Linked DNA regions of Mus musculus: region 2 is linked to region 1. Evidence: chromatin contacts called from public HiChIP or PLAC-seq data. All regions are on one chromosome and are shown on one strand. The core of a region is the stretch at or near the end of the contact, and the rest is flanking DNA. Distances in the headings are between cores, read along the strand shown.

What was found. HiChIP or PLAC-seq counts read pairs in DNA pulled down with a chosen protein or histone mark.
Region 2: an H3K27ac HiChIP or PLAC-seq map of microglia shows a contact between it and region 1, with 4 times the contacts expected there. The contact joins the enhancer-like site here to the promoter of Nfatc4 in region 1. A contact is called at or near these places in 1 of 15 datasets of contacts at CTCF or cohesin (embryonic stem cells), 4 of 484 Hi-C or Micro-C datasets (embryonic stem cells, palatal mesenchyme and rod photoreceptor), 5 of 115 datasets of contacts at active chromatin or transcription factors (embryonic stem cells, extraembryonic endoderm stem cells and microglia) and 3 of 9 other capture datasets (adipose tissue, liver and pancreatic islet).

The regions. Positions count from the first base shown.
Region 1 is chr14:55,823,147-55,826,159 of GRCm38.p6, forward strand. It overlaps Nfatc4 (nuclear factor of activated T cells, cytoplasmic, calcineurin dependent 4), which reads left to right and starts at 1,649. Exons shown (of 10, transcript NM_023699.3): 1 at 1,649-1,990; 2 at 3,012-3,013. The coding sequence starts at 1,891. Gm41159 (a long non-coding RNA gene) reads right to left here and starts at 443. Exons shown (of 3, transcript XR_874646.3): 1 at 52-443.
Region 2 is chr14:55,696,258-55,699,362 of GRCm38.p6, forward strand. No RefSeq gene overlaps it. Among named protein-coding and RNA genes, the nearest start is that of Tgm1, 16 kb to the right of the region's middle. Within about 2 kb of position 1,489, at least 34 of the 459 cell types and tissues checked have an H3K27ac peak or open chromatin away from gene starts, as enhancers often do. A contact at or near this core is called in adipose tissue and microglia, where this site is marked.

The DNA.
Region 1 (3,013 bases), core at 399-2,898:
GGGAGCAGGGCCCCGGCCGAGTTTCCGGGTCTGTTCTCCTTGGATTCCCACCTCTGCCCACCCTTCTCTTAGGTGCAGGGTGGTAGATGTTCTCGAGGTGTTCCTCGCGCCCCCTAACCGTGAGTTCCTCCAGTTCGGAGGTGAAGCAAGACGGGAATGTAACCTGAGAAGAACCCAAGGGGAGAGAGGGGGGCGGGGAGGGGGGAATCAAACCAGGCCCTCTCCCGGCTCGGCCTCGGAACATTCTTCTCTCCCGCCCGCCAAGCTTCTCCTCCCTGCCCCTCCCGCCTCGCGGCCCTGGGCTTGCAGCCGGGGCAGCGCCGCACGTCACTGGGGTCCCCGGGGGCTGGGGGGGTCCCCAGGACTGGCTCGAGGGAGGACTGAGGGGAGGGAGGGGCGCCGCCTCCGCCGCCAAGGAGCTGAGGCCCGCCAGGCCAGCCCCCCTTCCCTCTGCCCCGCAGAGCCTGTTTCTCATTAGAGTAATGGGCGCGGTCCCCGCCCGGCTCCCGAGTGTTTGTAAACGTCTGACCAGAGGGCCGGCGCTTAACCCTTTAGGTGCTGGACTGGGGTTTGCTGTTGGGGGACGCGGGTCGGAGCCTGAGAGATTTAGAGACTGGAGATTTGCCAGGTTTATTAGGGAAGTTTGGAGCATGTGGTAAGCATGCAAGGAGAATGGTGACTGCTCCCCTGTCTTGCAGCGCCTCCAGTCCGAATCAAGAATCTCCCGTTCTATTCTTTCTCTTCCAAATGGGACCTCTTTATGCTCGCCCTTCCTAGAAACTCCTGACCGGGTCTTCCTTCCCTGCCCAGGTGACAGGTGTCCAGCCGGTGGGCCTAAGTTTTTAGCTTCTGGCCTTTTCTAAACCCGGCCAGGAATTTAGGATGGCCGGGAGCAGAACGTCTTGGGATCAGCGAGCCCAGAGATCTGCAGCTTTTGGGACGAAGGAGCCGACTATCTCCTCCAAGGCTAATTAATGGCCTATCTAGGTGGCTGGGACAAGGGTATCAGCAAAGCCTGGCCTGGATCTACGCCCAGCGGGCTATGGGCCTTCAAAGGCTTCCTGGGGTTCGAAAGTTCTGAGAGGCTTCTGGGACAGCTAGAAGTTCTTCATCTTAAGGGAATGGTGGGGGGTGGCTTGTGGAGGTGGTGGCTAAGAACTGCAAAGGCTCCTTGGAGGTCCAGGTAGAGTGGTCTCAGCGAGGGTGGAGGAATGGCCTCCTCTACAGAGCAGCTCAGAGCCTCTCTCAATCCCAGATCTCTCTTCAACTCAAGATTTGGATGGAAAGGACAGTGAGGTGCCCTTTCTTGGGAGATTTTGGCTATCCTGCTCTTCAGAATGTACCGTGGGCCTGCTACAATGGGGGACGGGTGACAAAAATATGGCCTCTTTAAGGCGAGGGGACCCGGACCTCCCCACCCCCTACGCTGGGACTAAATAGGCTGAGGTTTGGGCTTTCGGTGGGAAATGATTGTCACAACTGTGGGCCAATAGGTACCATTAGGGTTCTATAACGTTTGAAGGGACCATTTTCCAATTCAGTTTTTTCTCCCTCTTTGGAGGGGGTGGGACTGGAGAGATGACCGGGGGCGGGGGGGGGGGGAACTAGGGGCGCGTGGTTTTCCCATCTCATCCATGGAGGAGGGGCCGGTGCATCCCGGGTAACCAATCAGAGACAGGCTGGGGGGGGGCCGCTTTGAAGAAGTTTGGGAGAAAAAAGTTTGGAAAAGTTTCTATAATAACGAGGGGGCGTCCGGAGGGAGGCGGCAGCGACAGAAGAGGGGGCGTCTCAGAGAAAGGGAGGGAGGGAGCTACCCTCGCGTGAAGCTACAGCAGCGTCCAGAGCTTCCCCCTCCCACCCAGGCGGGACCTGGGGGCTCCGGCCGGATCCATGGGGGCCGCAAGCTGCGAGGATGAGGAGCTGGAATTTAAGCTGGTGTTCGGAGAGGAAAAGGAGCCCCCCCCGCTGGGCCCTGGGGGTCCTGGGGAAGGTTAGTGCGGGGCTGGGTAGGGGTCTTTTGGCCAGTGACCGAAGGGCCAGGAAATCTCCAGTTTGGGAGCCTGGGGTGTGTGAGAGGGTGAGGTGGGTCAGAGGATGAAGGGAGCTGAGGGACTACCAAGGCTGTGGAAGTGAGGCTGGGGGCCACGGCATCATTTTTTTTTCCTTTTTAGGTCCTAACTGGGGTGGGAGTGGGGGTGTTGTTGGCTATGCGCCGCCTGCCGGCTAGGCCGACTGTCTCTGGGATGGGGTGCGGAAGGGAACCTTGGCCCCCAAGAGCCGGAGGTGCCGGCTTGGGAAGGGGAGGTTTGGCCCTGGAGTTAAAGGCTTTAGGACCTAGGCCTGGTTCTGCAGACGCGACGCCTGGGGCTGGGGGCTCCCTCGGGCAGCGCAGGGACACCCCTCCCCCTCCCCCTGTCTGGCCGCAATGAGAGGCAGATGGCGGGGAACGAGTCGGGGGCGGCGGCCGCCGCTTGCACGGAATCCGCGCTGCCCGCTACCCCCTCTCCCCCCCCCCCCCGTTGGCTGGGCCCCGCACGCATCACCCTTCGACTGCACCCCCGCCCCCTTTGGGGGGGGCGAGGGAGGAGTCACCTCCCCTCGTCACCACAGACATGCCCCCATCCCTCCCACCCCCAGGCCACAGTTGCGATGGTAACTGGGGTTTCTGCCAGCACCATTTGGGGGTTTGGGAACCGTCGCTAATTGGGTTCATGTGTGAGTCGCCCCCAGCCCAGCCCAGAGCCTGGGCAAGCACACCTCCAGGCCTGGCTCTAGAATTCCCCAAACCACCCCAGCCCACCTGCCCAGGACCAGAGTGTTAGAGTATGAGGTCCTGGCATGCCTGTATCTCTTTTCTGTCTTGTGATGTTCAACTTTGCTTTTGTCCGGAGACTAGGGGAACCTCTCCTAGCTAAGCATATCAGGCTTCAGGGGCTGACCATCCGAGAAACGTAGACATTTCACCAGCTTCTCTCTCTCTCTCTCCCTCTACTTCCCTTCCATTTTGACAGAG
Region 2 (3,105 bases), core at 239-2,738, 130 kb before region 1:
CAGCTACATCACTTACTTTTTTTTTTTTTTTTTTTTTTTAGATTTATTTATTTATTATATGTAAGTACACTGTAGCTGTCTTCAGACACTCCAGAAGAGGGCATCAGATTTCGTTATGGATGGTTGTGAGCCACCATGTGGTTGCTGGGATTTGAACTCGGGACCTTCAGAAGAGCAGTCGGCGCTCTTAACCACTGAGCCATCTCGCCAGCCCCCATCACTTACTTTTAAAGTCATGTGAAAACTGCTAATTTAGAGTCAGCTTACTGTTAATTCTCAAATCCAAAACAAACAGCTAACTGGGGTACCTATTTAGCCTATCAAAGTAAACCCGGCCTCTAGGTTTTCCTAGTGTCCCTCAGTCCCTATCCTTTGCAGGGTATGGCTGGCATACTCCATTCCTTACCCTGACTTCTCCAGCCCAGGGGCTGGGCTGCCCTTCCCCCTGCAGCTGTTCTCTATAGAATTCAGCCATTTTGGCTACACTGGCCCTTTGTACCCTTTACTTTCCTGGCCTCGTGGTCTTTCAGTCTCCTGCCTTCCTCTGACCTCTCTTCTCAGGGTCATGTTTGCTCTGGACTCTTCCCGGATGTGTCTGCCTCTGGCTATGCTCTCCCTCAGATCTTCCTCATATCGTCTCCCCCACCATACCTAGGATCACTCATGCCCTCTTTTTTTTTTTTTTTAATTTCTTTTTTTATTCACTTCCGAATTGACACTATGAAACACCTGAGGCCATGAATACGTAACTGGAAGAGTAACTTTTATTCCCCTGATGTAATTGTCATCTTGGAAGCTGACTGCGTTGTCTGCTAACCTGGGTCTAGTCCTGGCAGCTTCTAGACTCTGTACTATCTAATCTAGGCCTAGAATGTTCGCAGCCTCTGAGACCTATTGCTGAATAATCTCCCCTTCCTAGCTCTTTCTGAACTCTGGCTGGCTGGTCAGCTCAGCTGCTCGGACTCCTCTCCATGCTGACTGACTCAGACTGGCTTCTTTCAGCTTCCGACTAAGTTGTGCTGCTTGGCTTCCCACTACCTTTGGCAATTTGTTCTAATCTTCTGGCTTCACATTCTCTGGCTCACTCCTTCTTCACATGCGTCTGGCTTATTCTCTCTCTGCAGCCTGTGTCTGTACGACTGTCCCAGTAAAACTGCCCTCTCTCCCCTGTGCTGCTTCCTCTTAACTCACTTCCCTTTCCTATCTGTTCTCACCAGACTTGGGTATACCCTGTTCTGTCAAATCTTTCTCTGATTCGTCACTTTTTCTGCCACTCAGACATCACTTCCAAACTTGGTGCTTCCTTGTGCAAACTAAGTTTACCTTCATTGTTTGGGATTATAAGTATGCACTAAGGGCATGTCTGTATTCCAGCCAGAGTAGCCATGTGGCTAGATTAAAAATCCCTCTACACACAACATTCCATGAAAAATGCATGGGGGCTGGAGAGATGGCTCAGTGGTTGAAAGCACTTGTTGCTTTAATAGAGAACCAGTGTTCAGTTCCCAGTAGCACATGGTAGTTCACAGCCTGCTTCAACTCCAGTTCCAGGGCACCGGACAGTCTCTCCTAATCTCCACAGGTACCAGAACACACATGATATGCACACATACATACATAAAATAAATTGAAAAGGAAAAAAATATATTTGAGCCAGATATGTGAGCTTTTAAATGGCACTTGGGGAACTGGGGCAGGAGGAGTGCAAGGTTGAAGCATGGACTGTGATAGGCAGATTGGAAAAAGAGAATCTGCTAACAAGTCTACCATACAAAGAATTGGATATATGCCGTGAGCTACAGAGAAAAGGAACAGACAGGGAAAAGGAGTTTATGTAGGTGTTTTTAAATGGAGTGGTAAGGAGGGTCCCATCAACCTGGACCACAAAGAGTAAACAGGGGTGAAGGAGCAAGACATTGAGATGTCTGGGGGAAGGACTTGTTCCAGTAGAGGAGGAAGTCACACAGAGTCCCTGAAACAGAAGCACAGACAAGAAAGCCAAAGGGCAAAGCCCAGACCAGGACTGAGACTGCAGGACAGGAAGGTGCGGGTCAGAGGAACAAGTCAGAAGAGCCGGGCTTTGAAGCACGCTAGGCTTTGAGCAGAGGGTGGATGTGACCATTCACTGTATTCTGATGGTGGCTGAGTGATGAACAAAGAGAGGGCAAGTGGGGAGAATAACCAGGAAGCTCAACACAGTGATCTGGGGAAAGGATGGAAGAATAGTTGGCCGCTGCTGGCTGCAGATGCAGTGGGCACAGTCAGCTTCAGGGCATGGTTGCGTAAAGAAAGAGCCACCAGATTAGCCCAGACTGATGGTAGCATGCAGAAGAATGTAACTTCAAGATTTCCAGTGCAAGGATTTGGGGACAGCAGAGCCGTTACTTACAGAGATGGGGGTGGCTGCAGGAGAATATGATGGAGAGACAGGAATTTAATTTTTAGTCATATTGTATCTGGAGTGTCCATCAGATATCTAGTAGAGGTACAGGAAGGTGGTAAATAAGCAAGCTTGAGAGCTGGTGGTCCTTAAAACCACAAGGATGGCTAATATTGTGTAGAAGGTCTAGCTGGATAAGGAAGTACTTCAGGGAACCCCCGAGTTACTTACCCAGCGCCCATTGACTGAACAGAGATGGCTGAAGCCACAGAGGTTCAGGAGAATCTGAAAGTGGCCCAGAAGCAAAACTATCGTCTTATCTTCTCTCTCTCTTTCGTTTGCTTGTTTGTTTGTTGAGACAGAGATTCACTATGTGTCTCTAGCTGCTCTGAAACTTGCTACCTCAAACCCAGAAATCTACCTACCTCCGCCCTGTGAGTGCTAGGATTAAAAGTGTGCGGCATCATGTCCAACTGCTTGCTGGCTTTGAGGTAGGGTCTTGCTGTGTAGCGCAGGCTGGCCTCAAATTCATGATTCTCCTGCCTTAGCCTTCTGAATGCTGCCATGCTGTGTATGTGGAGGTCAGAGGACAACTTGTGAGACTCAGAACCGGCTCCCTCCTACCATTGAGTCCTGGAGATTGAACTTAGGTTGTCAGTCTTGGTAGCAGCATCTTTCCCTATAAAGCCACCTTGTTGTCCCCTGTTATATCTGCATACTTCCAA